3 separate regions of the Mus musculus genome follow, and regions 2 and 3 are each linked to region 1. A link is a contact called in public HiChIP or PLAC-seq and promoter capture Hi-C data. All regions are on one chromosome and are shown on one strand. The core of a region is the stretch at or near the end of the contact, and the rest is flanking DNA. Distances in the headings are between cores, read along the strand shown. Region 1 holds the start of Rap1a (RAS-related protein 1a). Region 2 holds the start of Cyb561d1 (cytochrome b-561 domain containing 1). Region 3 holds the start of Gstm2 (glutathione S-transferase, mu 2).

Region 1 (4,957 bases), core at 969-3,468:
ACTACATGAAGACCACACATATGAACAAGCTTGGAAGAGGAAAAAAAAGAAATTATTTGATTTTCAAATGCTCATATTACTAAAACATAGATTATACAAAAGTCTGATTAGTCATGATTATGAGTTTAGAGGGGTCAAAATATACTAGGGAGTATTGGTTAAAAATGGCTACTGGTTAGAGCCGGGGATATAGCTCAGGGGCAAAGTGCTTGCCAACCCTGCTTGAGGCTCTGGATTAGCTCCTCAACACTACAAACAAAATGACTGCTAAAAGTTCCCTGCATGAAGCTGGGTTTCATCCCAACACCACATAAACCAGGGAAGTCTATACTGATCCAAGCACTCTGGAGGTCGAGGCAAGAGAGTTGGTGGTTCAAGGTCTTCCTCAGTGACACCACTGAGCCACAGGAGATTGGGGGGAGGGGAGAGAGGTTCCTGAGAACTTTTCCTCATAAAACTGAAATCAATTTTAAACCTTGTTCCAAAATCCTCAGAATTTAGGGTGAAAGCACGATCACACCTGAGGCCACAAAAAGTGTGCACTTTTGCAAAGTTTTAATATGAAACTGAATAACATCGAGATCTCTGTTCACTTTTAAGATCGGTGTCTATGGGTGGCTTTAGAGGAGACCAGAAGCTGAATACAACATTCTGGGGATAAATGTCTGTTTTGTTTTTCCTGGGCAAAGGAAGAGTTCATATGCATCACCATGTTCTAGAAATGGTTAAGAATGACATTTTTTATAATGGAAGCGGAATGCAACATTTAACATAAAGATTTCTCTCAAAAAGATAAGAGATGTGTAAACAGACCACTCAACTCATTCGACAAATGCTGGGACAGGTATAATCCTTGCTAACGAACACAATCATAACAGAACCTGAAGTAGCAAGGAACTAAACTAAACAAGAGTCACACTAAGAAAGAATATCCGAAAATGTAAATTTAATTTTGAAACAAAGTGTTACAGAAGAGCATAAAGACAGGAAAGAGTCTGGGACCTAATCTAGTACTTACTCTACCAAAGTGTTACAGAAATCAATTACATCAAAAGAAAAAAGTACTCACAGGCATATCTACCCCCACACACTCTGACAGGAAACTCAAAGAAAGTTTCCAAATCCTGTTTCCAGCATCATCTCTTCTAACCGCCCGCTTCTGAAGGCTAACTCCCCTGGTTAATTCTGAGAGTCGACACTTTGACTCTAATAAAAACAGTATCTTCAGCCACCCAAGAAGCAGACAACAGCGGTTGGTACCTGTCCCGCTTGGCCCATTAACCTCCTGCCCTTTTATTCCATTTCTTACACAGTACTTCCTTCAAAGCAGCGACAAAACGATTTTCCTTTCCCAACGGCAATACACTCACAGTTTCTGAGCGGTAGCTCTTTTTCCAAGGCATGAAAGGTCCCCTCAACTCTAGTTTTCTATCCTGTGAGGAAATCTCAGATAGGAGGGGGGGCGGACGCGGGGGACACAACTGTCCTTCCTTGCTCTTCTCCTTACAACAGCCAATTACACAACTCAGCAGAAGACACTGCCCTTAACTTTCTGAGTAAGGAGACAAGCTACAATCCCACCACCCCACACTCCTCACACGCCCTCGGTGGGCGGAAGACCGGAATCACACCGTGGCCTCTTTCCTGACAAAATTCAGGGGTAGCAGCAGATATCAGAGAGTCGAGAGCGACGCTGCAAAGGCGAACACATGGCAAGCGGCAGAATACAGAGGGCAGGGAGGGCGGGAACCCGGGCTGGCGGCGGAGTGGGACACAGAGGTGTCAGCGCTCGGCGGCCGGGGCAAAGGCCGCGCGGAGGGCACCGCACCTCTCCGTCCGCGGGGACGACAGCCGAGCGGGCGCGGACACGCGTCCCATCTCGCGGCCCGCCCCTCGCGGCCGGTCCCGCAGGCCCCGCCGGGCCGCCTCGGTCCGCGGGCGTGGCTGGCTCCGGCCTTCAGCCGCGGCCCCTCCCGCCCGCCGGGCCCCCGGCCGCCGCCCCGGACTCGCGGACGGTTAAGAATAGGCCACCGAGGTGCGGCCAGTCCGCGCCCCTCACTCGCACCCCGTACTCACCCCGCGGCCCGGCGCCTCCTCCACCTCCTCCTCCTCCCTCCTCTCGGCCGCGGCTCGGGCTCGGGCTCTGCACGGCGGCGGCAGGAGCAGCGGCCTCGGGAGCGGCGGCGGCGGCGCCTCCGGAACGCGCACGCACGCAGCACGCAGGCCCCGCCCCCCCCGCCCTGGTCTCCGCCTTCCCCGCTGTGTCCGGAATCTATTTAAGGGAGCCGTTCTTCAAAGGGTGGGGGGCATAGTGTGCCAACAGGAACTGGGGCCTTGCCTTTGAGAAGGTGGTTAAGGCCAACATTGAAATGAGGAAGGGAAAAAAAAATCAGAAAGAGAATTTTGAAGGGATGCAACCATGGGACAGCTGTTAGTTGAGTGCCTAGTAGGTCCCCAATGCCTAGGCATACATAGGGAAAGTCACTTATAGAGCTCTCATCCTCGTGACCCAGGAGAGGGAACACGAACAACAAAAAGAGTAGCAAAATTCACAGGTCACCAGGGAGGGCTTTGCATGCTTTTGTTCGTGCTATGAAGAAACGAGCCTATCCAAAAGAGGCTGGATGAGAAGAATACCTTCCTGGGTTGAGAGGAAATCAGCCACAAACCCCGAGGTGGGGTGTGTCTTCCATATTTCACAACTAGCAAAATGCAAGCGAAAGGATGGATAGATAAGTAGAGTCTATGGCCAAAGAGTACTGAGGCGCCAAGATCTGGACAAACGACCAGACCCGGTGGAGCCTTTGGGCCATTGTAATGACAACAGGAAGCCCCGAGGAGAGGGTGGGCCCAGAAACAACTATATCTAGTTCATGTTTTTAAAGGTTAACTTTATGCAGGGCGTGGTGGTTTACTCCTGGAATCCCAGCATTTTGAAAACAGGAACAGAATTGCCACGAGTTTGAGGTTAGCCTGGACTACACAATGAGTTTCAGGCCCATCGGGAACTGGAGTGAGTCTCACTGTGTATGTAAAATATCCAACTGAAGCACGAATGTTCACAGGGGAAGTCTAAGGTGGCTATTCTCGTCCAATTGGCCAAGAGTGGTTATTTTATTTTAGATTTTGTTTATTTTAGCTTTATTAAACCTATTTTAATAGATTTAGACTTGAGAAAGCAGAGGGTCGAACGAAACAATTAGGAATGAATCTTAGGTTGGGGGCCTGCTGACTGATATCATTTAATAAGAGAGAAGATAGGGTAAGAACAAAGCTGGGACCAAAGAAATTGAGAGTTCAGTTTTATGGGGGATGGAGAAAGTTCAGTGGTGATGAGTCTGAGATATAAATTTGAGATCCATCAGGATGTAGATGATTTGACCCTCCGGTCTACATAAACTCTCTTAGGGATGGGGAGTAACTGGAAGAGAGGACCAAGAGAAACTTAGAGGTTAAAGATAAGCAGAGTTGACAGTCAGGTTAGAGGAACCCCTTGGAAGGAAGGAAGTTGTTAGGGAGTTGTTTTAGAAAAGAGGGAGTGATCAGTCAGTTCCCTTGCCTACTGCTGAAATAGCTAAGAAGACAATTGAATCTCAATCTCTGCCTCACCCCCACCCCACAGTCCCCATCCCCGCCACCCTGATTGGTTCATGCTAGACAAACTGCCACTGAGCCTCATCCTCAGTCAAGAGTTGGGAATTTAACCACTGACCAAGTTTGGCCTGAAGTTTGTTGAGAAGCTTAATGAAAACCCTTCCAGTGTTATCACATGGAGAAATGTCTGATTGGGGTGTGTTGAGAGAATGAAAGAGAGGCGAGGAAGACAGCCAGGAGCTGGCTGAGCCTAGCAACAGTCAGTAGTGGGAATGGTGTGGGGATCCAGGGACAGGATTTTAAAGCTGAGTTACTTCCTTGTGGTGTTAAGAGTGAAAAATAAAGTTCCGGTGCAGAGACAAGAGGAGACACCTAGAGAAACCATGGGAACCAAGAAGCAACAAGTCCTAGCACGGTGCTGAAGCAGTTGGCCTTAAATGTGAACAAGGACAGGAGAGTCACAGACTGTTCTGTAGCAAAGACACAGACACAGAGCAAGTAAGTGTGATTCTGAGGTGGGCACAGCCCACTGCAAAGCAAAGGGGACAAGTGAGAGCTAAAGTCTAGTCTTTATTTTGCCCACCAGGCTGAGTACCTGGTAGGACAATTTCAGCCTTGAGGAAAGAGCACTTTCCTAGCTGTTCTCCCTTAGGAGTGGTGTCTTTTGTCAGTTTTCCATGCCCCACGCACCACGCATCCATGCATCCATGCCCTGCCTGTTCCTTGTGTTTATTTTTTCCAGTTTACACAGTGCTGTAGGTGTTGCCTGCGGACTGACGGATAAGATCAAATCTGGCCTGTGTGCTTCCTTTTATCCTCTCTTAACGGGGTGGGGTGGTCATATATCTACACTGAAATCACTCAGCAAGGTGCCCTCCACTGCTTGGAGTTTTGCTGCTGAAAGTCAATGCGAGAGGAGTGAGAGGTATGTAAGGGAGTGGATGAGACACTCCGGAACTTGACTTGTGAAAGAGAAGAGGCCAACTAAAAAGCAGCGGCACCCGTGGGAAGGAATATTTTCAGAGGAAGCTATCAAGTGAGTGAGGGCGAGGGGACTTTCCAAGGATCCAGCAGATGCAAGTGAGGCAATCAGGGGAGAGGAAGTACGCAGCATCTGTGAAGATACGAGGGTTCAGACTGGCACATCGGAGCTCCATAAAGAGCACACAGCCCTTGGGACTCCAGCTTTGTCACAGTGTGTGTATGCTACGGATCCTCTAGGGCCGACGAACAGACCTGGCACTCACAACCATCTGGAGCACCACGGTCTGGGAAGAAAGAGAACGTAGGAAGGAATAAGCCAGTTAGATACCACTGGGGCCCCTGTGCAAAGCTTTGGGAGACCTCAAATTGGACACTTGAC
Region 2 (4,957 bases), core at 961-3,460, 2.4 Mb after region 1:
GGTCCTTCTAGGGGAGTAGAGGGAAAATGGATGAGAGAATTACATCCTGAGCTGCCCACATGGTCCAGAGCTAAGAGGGTATCGGCAACATCAATCTGTCAGACACCAATGTTAAAGATAAGGGACCTTCAGATGTCAGAAACTGAGGTCCTAAGATATGGAACTTGTCTAAGGTTGATTGTACAGCACTGCCTGAGAGGTTACGGGCTCTCGATAGCACTGCCTTCTCAATAGGGATCCCAGCATCTGTGGCTGTCATTCATAACCTAGGAGAACTCTTCATCAGGCACACAAGAAATCACCACCATCACCATCACCATCACCATTACCACCACCTAATACTTCTGTCTCCCACCAAGAGTGAGGTTTCAGGTTCTCCCAAACCTTCCACTTGTACCCAGTAGGGCATCTCCCCCTTTGAGCCCACTGTATCATGCCTCAACAGTAGCAGCTAGGGTTTCTGCACATTGTGGCTCAGCCATGAAGTGCAAAAATTCATCTACTTCTGAAGTGGGTCCTGTGAAGATCACCAAGGAACTGTTGAAATCCAAGGCAAGACTCCCACCTAGATTCAGAGTTTGGAGGCGTTCATATCTCCACCTTCTTCCTTGGCAAGTAGGAGCTGGAGATCTGGTGCATGATCACCAGGGCTGGGTACAATGGTAGTCCCAGGCACAGGTACCAGGCTGTACCTTTGATCTGGGCCTGGAACCACACTGAGTACATGCCCAAGAGCACCGTTACTGTAGCCATCAGGTAGACAACCAGGCCACACGTCAGATGGTAGAGCTTGAGGCGAGCCACCCTTGAGACCCGGGCTGCTCGTGGACAGAGGAGGCAGAGCCCACACAGTGCCTGTCCTCCAGTGGCCAACAGTGTCAAGGCTCCTATCCAGCTGTGCCAGGACACCAAATGGGACATCTCACTTCGGATCTTGCTGGAAATGATGAAGCCCAAGCCTAGGACAGCACAGAGGATGGCCATGGTCTGCCCTGCCCAGTGGAGTCGAATCCGGGTTTTTCGAGAGCAGAAGAAGAACAGGGAGTGCTCAGGTGAGAAGAGTAGAATAGCTTCAGCCATGCAGAGACAGAACTGTAATCATAAGGAAAGGCCAGTGAGCCTCTAGTCTACATGGAGCGCAAGGAAAAGGAGGTCTTCTCACACATTCAGAAGGACACGGGGAAGCTAAGGACTTGCAGCCTCACACACATCCTTTCTGGACCACAGAACAGCAAACATTCTACTGAGAACTTTCTACTGAGTTCTGAGGACAAAGCCTTGATAAACATCCTTCTTGCGTCTTCCTTTTAGGCACTAGAGGAGAAATATCTTCTGTTCCCCCTTTCCCTGACCTTCTCAGCCACCTGACACTTTACTCCACTTTCCCCAATCCTATAGGTTTTAGGGAAAGATGAAGCCCTCTTTAAACCCATCTCTCTGACCCTTAGGCTGAAAAACTGAATGTCTCCCCAAGAGTTAATCTAAGAATATCCGAACTCACCGCCAAGGCCATGAACACAGGGTGCCAGGAGAAAAGACCTAAGTAAGAATCAAAGAGAATAGGCTGACGGCTGGGCTTCACTGATACTGTCCCGTGGTTTGTAAATGACAAAGACCGGGCCACAAGGTCAGCATATCATCTTAAACCTAAACAAGAATCAGGAGCTCACCACAAAGGGAGGAGTCAAGGGGCCCTTACACCCCCTTGGCCTGGGGATTGCACTTGCTGCAGCCCAGTCCCTAGAGTACCTTAGCCTGCCCAGGACCCTCTAACGCTTTTCCATGTAGGGCCTCCTAAGGAAGTATCAGTTCTGTCTTTTCAAGCCCCACCCTCCCTGGACTTCCGGGAACCCGCCTACTACGCTTTTACAACCACTCCCGGACCCGCCCCTCCTCAGCTGAGGGTCCAGGTTTCCAGTCTCCCAGTGCGCCCAAAGCGGCCCCTCCAGCGCCTAGGCTCCGCCCCTTCTTTGGCCCCGCCCCACCTCGCCTCGCACACTCACTGGTTCCGGGCCGGGACAGCACAGTCAGAAAGATGGTGAAGCCCAAAGCTATCAGGTGCGCCAAGATCCCACTGCCTCTCCGCAGCCAGCGGGTCAGTCTCGGCTCCCTCGCTGGAGCGGGAACCAGACCTACCTCCATGGAATGCATAGCAGTGCCAGGCCGGCCGGCACAATCCAGCTACCAGAGGCTTCTTCCGGGTTTGCTATCGCGGAGGCGGCGGCGGCTACAGGAGAGGCTCCTCCCCGGGGAAGCTGCGGGGCCGTGTGGCGGAGGTGCCCACAGCGCCCTCTGTAGAGTGGGGGGGAAGCGCCTCGGCCCCAAAGGGCGGCTCCCGGAAACCTCCACTGACCTAATCGAGCTCCCAACCCACCTTCATTCTATCTTTGTGTCTATAAGGGTATCTCAAGAGGTCTGCGAAAATTACATCGGTAGCAACTGATACCAGCGAAATCCCAAATCACACACTTGATTCGCTGACCCAAGAGCATGAAACCAGTGTTCTGAGCAGCTTTCTAGAAGTACTGGATTCCCTGGACTGCTTACTTCTCAGACATTTCTGGCTTGTTCAAGAGACAAGATTTCTCCCTGTATTAACATAAATGAAAAGCCAAAACCTAGTGATCTAATCTGATGACTTCAGGTATGAAAACCAAAAGAAGCAATCTCATCATCCCTGCTTACAGGCGTAGTTGCTCCCCATCCCCTCCCTCCCACGCTGCCCCCTCAAAATATTCCAGATCCATGGGGCACTTTCAGCCTTTGCTGCCGCCACAGTAGAACCAGAGCTTTCCACAACCCCAAGTTCTGCTACACTATTACCTCCAAAAAGGTATGACCCAACCTAAAGAGTTCTATATGGGAGAAGCTTTACTCCGTTCAGGGCAAACTCACAGAAGAGACCAGAATGAGCTGTCCAGTGGGTAGGGAAATGGCTCTGTGGTTAAGAGTGCATATTCCTCTTGCTCAGGGGGCTCACAGCTGACTGTAACTAGCTACAGGGGGATCCCACACGTCTCGCCTCCGCAGGCATCACATGCGCATACCCACACACAGACACCATAATTAAAAAAAAAAAAAAAAAAAAAGCTGTCCAGCACTTCTAGAGCAGTGATCGCCAAGCTCAACCTCTGCATGGCTGAGGAACTAAGGCTGGTTTTAAGACATGGGAAGGGCAAGAACAGCCATTTGTAGAGGGATGGAAGCCCAGAGTAGCTAGAAAACCAGAAAGGGGCCATAAGCTAACTCCCACAAACCCTCAGGACAAAAACCCAAGGATGGCGTCAGGTGTGAGACCCCTTCCCTCTCAGTTCTTTCCCAGTGGAACCATAGTTGTCGCTCTTAAGCCTCTGGGGTGCCTGCTCACTCAGCGTCATATGCCTTATCATCCTCTCTGAGAAGATTCCCAGGGATGCCAGCTCCAGGTTTCTGTGTGCAGTGTGTGTGTGCTGGGGTGTACACTGCCTGTCATCCCAGCCTCTCGGGTTGGAGCTGCGGAGAGTAAGGACACTCACTCATTTGGCTACATCAGTTTCCATCCTTTTCTATGTTTCTGGTTTTTATATTTTCTTAGCAGCAACAGAACAGGGAGACAGTCTTGAGGTATTTTAAAGAGTTTTTTTTTTTTCTTAAAAAAAATAATATAAAGTTATAAAAAGCGGCAGCAGCCTGGGGCCCAGATCTGGAGGGGAGGAGGTGCTGGCGGCTCCGTTGCAGTGGGCAGGCACTTTCTCGTTAATGAGCTTTTGACTGCAGGGAGACAAGAGGTAAGAGACAGGGTCAGGCTAGGGGCCTACCTGTTATCCTTCCCATTGAACATCTGGGCTAACCCTTGGATTCCTTCAGCTGGCCTAATAAATACAACCGAGTAAGGGAAAAGGAATGGCAGCCTAACAGAGGACTGGGTAATGAAGCTGGAGAACACACATGCACACACCTGTACACACACAAGCAGGCCTGTCAGTTACTATCAGGTTTCCCTTACAGGTGCCAGGAGAGCTGGCAGCACTTGAGCCATGCCTAACCCAGAAGAATATTACCCTGCCTAGCCTCCCAGAAGTCCCTCCTTAGAGAGGTCACAGGGTCAAAGCAAAGCAGGCTTCAACAGGAAAGGTAAATAAACCTAGCTGCAAGCTTTGCCAGAACCTGGAGAACCTGCTGCAATCTGAAATGACTTGGTGGGCCTGAAGTTGTGGACTTGCTTTTCAATGTCCTAATGCCAGTGGGAGAACCAGAGAACTAGAGCAGCCCACCCACCCAGCTACTCTGCATGCTGGGGCCTTTCCCCGTAAGGAAAAGTAGCTCCAAGTCCTCGAGGGAGGGTCACAGCCAGTTCAAAAAGAAGTGGTCCTTTCATTAAAGCAAAGATAGGAGACAGCATGTCCTAGGCCCAAAGGAAAAGACTGGGCATAGGAAAGGTCCCTCAGGAAAGAGCTGGGGTCACCCTGGAAAGAACTGACCAACCTCTCCCCAAAGTAGGTAGCCCAGGAGCTCTCTCAATTCCCCCTTTCTTCCCCCCTTAGCATCCTTAGCACCTTCTCCATGTCGTGTACCTACTGTGCTCCCCAGCCTCAGCCCTCCCAACCCCTCTCTGCCCATGGTCTTCAGGAAGCTGGATTGGTACCTTCAGTGTAGAGCACTTCTCCTCAAAGGGCAGGGCTGGACCTGGCTTCTTGCGACGCACAGAGCAGGTCCCATCAGGAGGGACACCAGCCTGACAGTGCTTGGCCTTGACTGGCCGGCAGTAAGTGGCCAGGTTTTTCCGCTTCTTGGCTACCTCCTCCTCGGAGAGGCAGGTGGTTGGCAGGACCTTAGCTGGGTGTCCGGCCACTCCTCGGTTTTCTAGCTGAGAAGCCTTGACGGGTATGGGGGATGGATGAGGGGAACCCCGACAGTCCAGGGGACCGGCCCGTTTCACTCGTGGCCCCACTGTTCCATTAAGCCCCAAGTTCAGGGC
Region 3 (4,957 bases), core at 1,831-4,330, 2.2 Mb after region 1:
AACAGGATGCCTAAATATTGAACAATTTAAGATAAAATCCTGCAGCAGCAGTGAACTGTCTACGCAGCACTAGCTGTAGTCCTGAGTCCCAGTGCTTCCCCAGTCAGGGACCCGACTAAGCAAAGAATTCTACAGGCCATATGGATATAGCATCTTGGTACTGTACATCAATCCTGAATAGTACACCCTACACACTCTGGCCATGTCCTGGGTTTCCATAGGCTTCAGGGCTGGAAAATCCAGGCTCCATGACAACTTATGACTTCTCTCCTTTGGCATCAGGTGGATCTACTGCCTTTGTTTTTTGGTCACGAGAAGCACACAGGAGAAAACCACAACCCCTTCCAGTGGTACTGGTTCCCTGAAAAGCTGACAGTCTTCACAATCAGCTCCCAACACGATCCAATGGAGCTGATAAGTTCACACAAAACGCAGGGTGTGATGGGAAATTCCATGCAAGAGATGAAAGAACTGAACACAGTTCCATGCTTAACAAAAGCTAATCATTTTCGTTTCCATTTGAAGGAGTAGAAAGGCAGTCTGGAAACAGGGGAGGGAAGTAGGGCATTCAAGAGGAAGTGAGATCAGGGCATCACCTCAAAGCGACCCATGAAGTCCTTCAGGTTTGGGAAGGCATCCAGGCACTTGGGCTCAAATATTCGGTGTTGATCAAGGACATCATAAACAAGAAAATCCACATAGGTGACCTGCAGGAAGCCAAGGGTGAGTGCTCTGGAATTTGATGCTTGGAAAGGATGGCAACCCCTCCTTCCCACCCCCTCCCTTTACCTTGTTCCCTGCAAACCATGGCTGCTTGCCCAGAAACTCAGAGTAGAGCTTCATCTTCTCAGGGAGACCCTCTAAGTACTCTGGCTTCTTTTTCTCCTGAAGCAGAAAACAACTGTCACCACTTTCAGACACAGACCCCCTGGCAGAGGCTGGCCTCACAGGGCTGTGCAGGCCCCAGCAAGCAGAGGAGAAGTCACCTACATGAGATTCAGTCAGGGATGATATCCAAGCATTTAGTTAGAATGATTAGACAGCCCAACAGGATACAGCCCTGTCTCCTGGTCTCTACCACCATTGTCAGGACCACTGTGCATGAGACGGCTTTGAGCACATGGCTCTGAACTCTGACCTTACATGAGGCAGAAGCAAACAACTGAAATCGTCCAGGAAACAGGCCGTGCTCTACCTACTAGTGCGGTGAGGACTTCAGTACAGGTTCCAAAGAGATGGGGTGAATTTGAGAGGACAAAAGGAAACAGGCGCAGGATCAAAGGCTTTTGGCTGACTGAGTTGCCTATTGGGGACATCTGCTTATCTCTGAGTGTGTCAAGGACACAGCTCTGGGAAGCCATTTAGGAGGAGAGTGTCCCCTATCCTCAGTGTCTTCTTCCCATGAGTGTGCAATCTGCAGACATGGCAAGACTCCAGGACAACAGAAAGACATGACTCAGGACAGAACCAGCACTTAGACCTGGAGGGATCGAACTCTGTCTGTCCTATCAGGGACTAAAGTGTCACTGTCGAGAGTCTGGACTGGACCTTAGGCCAATGACTGGAAGTTTTCATTTGGCAAACTAAGCTTTGAGGTTACTCTGTTGGCAATTTCAAACACTGTGCCATGAGCAGCACTGAGAGGCTCTGGTGGCAAACAGGGCCAGAGCAGATGCAAGGGCAAGAGTGTGGGGCCAGCTCCAACTCACAAAGTCAGGGCTGTAGCAAACCATGGCCAACTGTATGCGGGTGTCCATAGCCTGGTTCTCCAAAATGTCCACACGAATCCTCTCCTCCTCTGTCTCTCCACCTGCAGCACACACAGGCCAGACTCACCCTCAGCATCCCACTCCAGATAAGCCTAGAAAATGACTACTATCCTCCACCCTGCAGCCAGCCCCACTCACACAGGTTGTGCTTTCGGGCAAGGTAGCGCAGGATGGCATTGCTCTGGGTGATCTTGTGTGATCCATCAATCAAGTAGGGCAGCTGGATGGACAAGCAGGGAGGGTCAGGTGGGATATGGGGCACCTGAATCCTTTCTCTGGGTGAGAGCAGACACAGGGCCTGACACTCAGCCTGCCTGCCATGGGAAGCCCTCCATGGGCACAGTGTGCACTGAATGGGAGAGCTGGGACACAGCCCATCACAGAAACACTGTGCAGCCAACAGGGATGGAGCAGGAGAGCAGAAACACTGACCCCCAACCCTCAGCCAGGCCAGGAGATGAGGTGAGAACAGTGTGTCTTCCCCAAACCTCCTTTCCTCCTCCACCTACATTGGGAAAGTCCAGGCCCAGCTTGAACTTCTCACTCAGCCACTGGCTTCGGTCATAGTCAGGAGCTGTGGTGGACAAGAGGATGTGAAAAGAAATCATGCCAGTATCCCAGCTTCCTTCTCTAGGGAAGGAGTCAGGTATGAGAACACCCCCAAGAAGATCTGCAGCCTCACCCAAGAGTAGACAATGCTTCTGAGGACTGTGGACTGTATATCACTAAGATTTTCAAAAGGTTTGAATAAGCCAATTAGTTGAAAAGAGAACCCAGCCCCCCAAATTCAAAACAGTATCTGGAAGAGACAGTTTCTAAATCCAACTCCAGGAGCTCTGTAGAGCTGAGCAACAGGGTGTCAGAGCAGTGTCTCTAGGCACCAGTTAGCAGGGGAGCAGGGGCCTGAGAAACAGGGTGTAATCACCGTCCCCCATGGTGTATTTCTTGTCCTCATAGCTTGTGTCTGTGTATTCCAGGAGCAGGCGGATGGCGTGAGCCAGCTGGAAAGATGACATATGACAAGTCACAGATTGCAAAACCCTGACAGTCTGACTCTGCTGATTCTTGGTGAGCCTACATCTTACACGTAACTGTCTCCCCACAAGCTCACACACACATACCACATAAGCACAAGCTCTCGTGTTTGAACTTCCAACAACTTCTGAACTCAGTCTATCTCCTGGAAATCAGTTCCCTAGCTACTCCCCACCCCACCCCTGTCCCACCCAGCAGAAGCGTTCTCACTCACCCCACGGATGTCCCAGTAACCTAGTGTCATAGGCATAGTGCTGGTGTCCAGAGCAGACCAACCCGGGCCTTGCTAGTCTGAGCTTCCTGATAATGTCTTAGGCAAGGAAGAGGCGGGACCTGGATATGGCTTTCTATTGGACCATTGGCCTACAGTGTCTCAAATTTCAGACATTCCAGTTGAAGGAAGGAGCCAGGGATCCAGGGGCAGGGCAAGATATAGCTAATCTCAGGAACCAGTCTAAGCAGTCAGAAATAAAAGATGGGAATGGGCTAGCACCTGTGTCAGCAACTCCCTCTTCTTGCTCTAGCGTGCTGTTTCCATGGAGAACAGTTGTGCAGCTAGGGACATTCTTGATGGTCAAAGTGGAACCCTGTTATTATCTTCCTGACATTGTCCCTTCTTCATTATCAACTCCCTTCCTGGGTTCTGGGTGGCTCCTGGTGGCTGAGCCAGGACAAAACAGGACACCTCAAGCCTGAGAGATTAATGTCTCTGTGGTCTATAGCTTATCATAGACAGCAGAGGGCATGCAGGACTCTGCTAAGCTGGGCAACAGAGCCACATACAGGTACGACCAGTGGATGCAGTACAGATATTCAGGATCACTGGGCACTGGAAAGATGTAAAGCAAACCACAGTGTGATACACCTTCCCCAGAAAGAACTGCCATTCGCACATGGGGGCTGGTGAGACTGTGGGCAGGAGAGAACATTCGACACTGCAGGTAAGAGTATCAACTGTCACAACCGTTAGGGAAAACAACCTGGTGTTCCTCGAAAAGACAAAACTAGAGCTACCACGTGATCCAGCAATACTCGATATACATCCACAGGAAATGAAATTAGAATGACAGGGGAACACAATTTACCTGAGCTAAAAAATAGATGGCATCTAAGAACCCATTCTCTGACAAATGTACGATGAAAGTGCAGTCCACGTGCACCATGGATTACTAGTCACTCTATAAAAAAGGGGAAAAAATAAAACTAGATATCCACACACAGAGAAACTAGAAGTGAGGGACTGGAGAGATGGCTCAACAGTTAAGAGCACTAATTGCTCTTCCAGAGGTCCTGAGTTCAAGTCCCAGCAACCATGTGGTGGCTCACAACCATCTGTAATGGGATCCAATGCCCTCTTCTGGTATGTCTGAAGACAGCTACAATGTACTCAAAAAAACAAAAATAATAATAGAAGTGAGATTCCTATTTCTCATCCCGGGGTGGGGGGCAGACAGGAAGGGATACAAATAAATCAATGGCCTTAATGTAAGACTTGAAGTTTAGGCCAGCAGAGTCTTGCCCAACACCCGCAAGGGCCCACACGGGACTCCCCACGGGATCCTAAGACCTCTGGTGAGTGGAACACAACTTCTGCCAGGAGTCTGGTTCGAACACCAGATATCTGGGTACCTGCCCTGCAAGAAGAGAGCTTGCCTGCAGAGAATACTCTGCCCACTGAAACTAAGGAGAGTGCTACCCTCCAGGTCTGCTTATAGAGGCTAACAGAGTCACCTGAAGAACAAGCTCTTAACAGTGACAACTAAAACAGCTAGCTTCAGAGATTACCAGATGGCGAAAGGCAAACATAAGAATCCTACTAACAGAAATCAAGACCACTCACCATCATCAGAACGCAGCACTCCCACCCCACCTAGTCCTGGGCACCCCAACACAACCGAAAATCTAGACCCAGATTTTAAAACATTTCTCATGATGATGATAGAGGACATCAAGAAGGACTTTCATAAGTCACTTAAAGAATTACAGGAGAGCACTGCTAAAGAGTTACAGGCCCTTAAAGAAAAGCAGGAAAACACAGCCAAACAGGTAGAAATCATTAAAGAAAAACAGGAAAACACATCCAAACAGGTGATGGAAATGAACAAAACCATACTAGAACTAAAAGGGGAAGTAGACACAATAAAGAAAACCCA

What was found. Promoter capture Hi-C pulls out the DNA fragments that hold promoters and counts their contacts. HiChIP or PLAC-seq counts read pairs in DNA pulled down with a chosen protein or histone mark.
Region 2: a contact with region 1 is called in a promoter capture Hi-C map of pre-B cells, with 6 times the contacts expected there. The contact joins the promoter of Cyb561d1 here to the promoter of Rap1a in region 1. A contact is called at or near these places in 3 of 39 promoter capture datasets (hematopoietic stem and progenitor cells, liver and pre-B cells), 1 of 484 Hi-C or Micro-C datasets (regulatory T cells) and 1 of 9 other capture datasets (adipose tissue).
Region 3: an H3K27ac HiChIP or PLAC-seq map of embryonic stem cells shows a contact between it and region 1, with 5 read pairs. The contact joins the promoter of Gstm2 here to the promoter of Rap1a in region 1. A contact is called at or near these places in 1 of 39 promoter capture datasets (liver) and 1 of 115 datasets of contacts at active chromatin or transcription factors (embryonic stem cells).

Annotation. Positions count from the first base shown.
Region 1 is chr3:105,799,163-105,804,119 of GRCm38.p6, forward strand. It overlaps Rap1a (RAS-related protein 1a), which reads right to left and starts at 2,219. Exons shown (of 8, transcript NM_145541.5): 1 at 2,077-2,219.
Region 2 is chr3:108,198,624-108,203,580 of GRCm38.p6, forward strand. Cyb561d1 (cytochrome b-561 domain containing 1) reads right to left here and starts at 2,211. Exons shown (of 3, transcript NM_001081320.2): 1 at 2,004-2,211; 2 at 1,502-1,539; 3 at 1-1,092. The coding sequence starts at 2,151. The coding sequence ends at 589. Atxn7l2 (ataxin 7-like 2) reads right to left here. Exons shown (of 11, transcript NM_001289545.1): 10 at 4,625-4,957; 11 at 3,605-3,750. The coding sequence ends at 3,736.
Region 3 is chr3:107,983,340-107,988,296 of GRCm38.p6, forward strand. Gstm2 (glutathione S-transferase, mu 2) reads right to left here and starts at 3,081. Exons shown (of 8, transcript NM_008183.4): 1 at 3,019-3,081; 2 at 2,695-2,770; 3 at 2,279-2,343; 4 at 1,908-1,989; 5 at 1,710-1,810; 6 at 790-885; 7 at 597-707. The coding sequence starts at 3,054.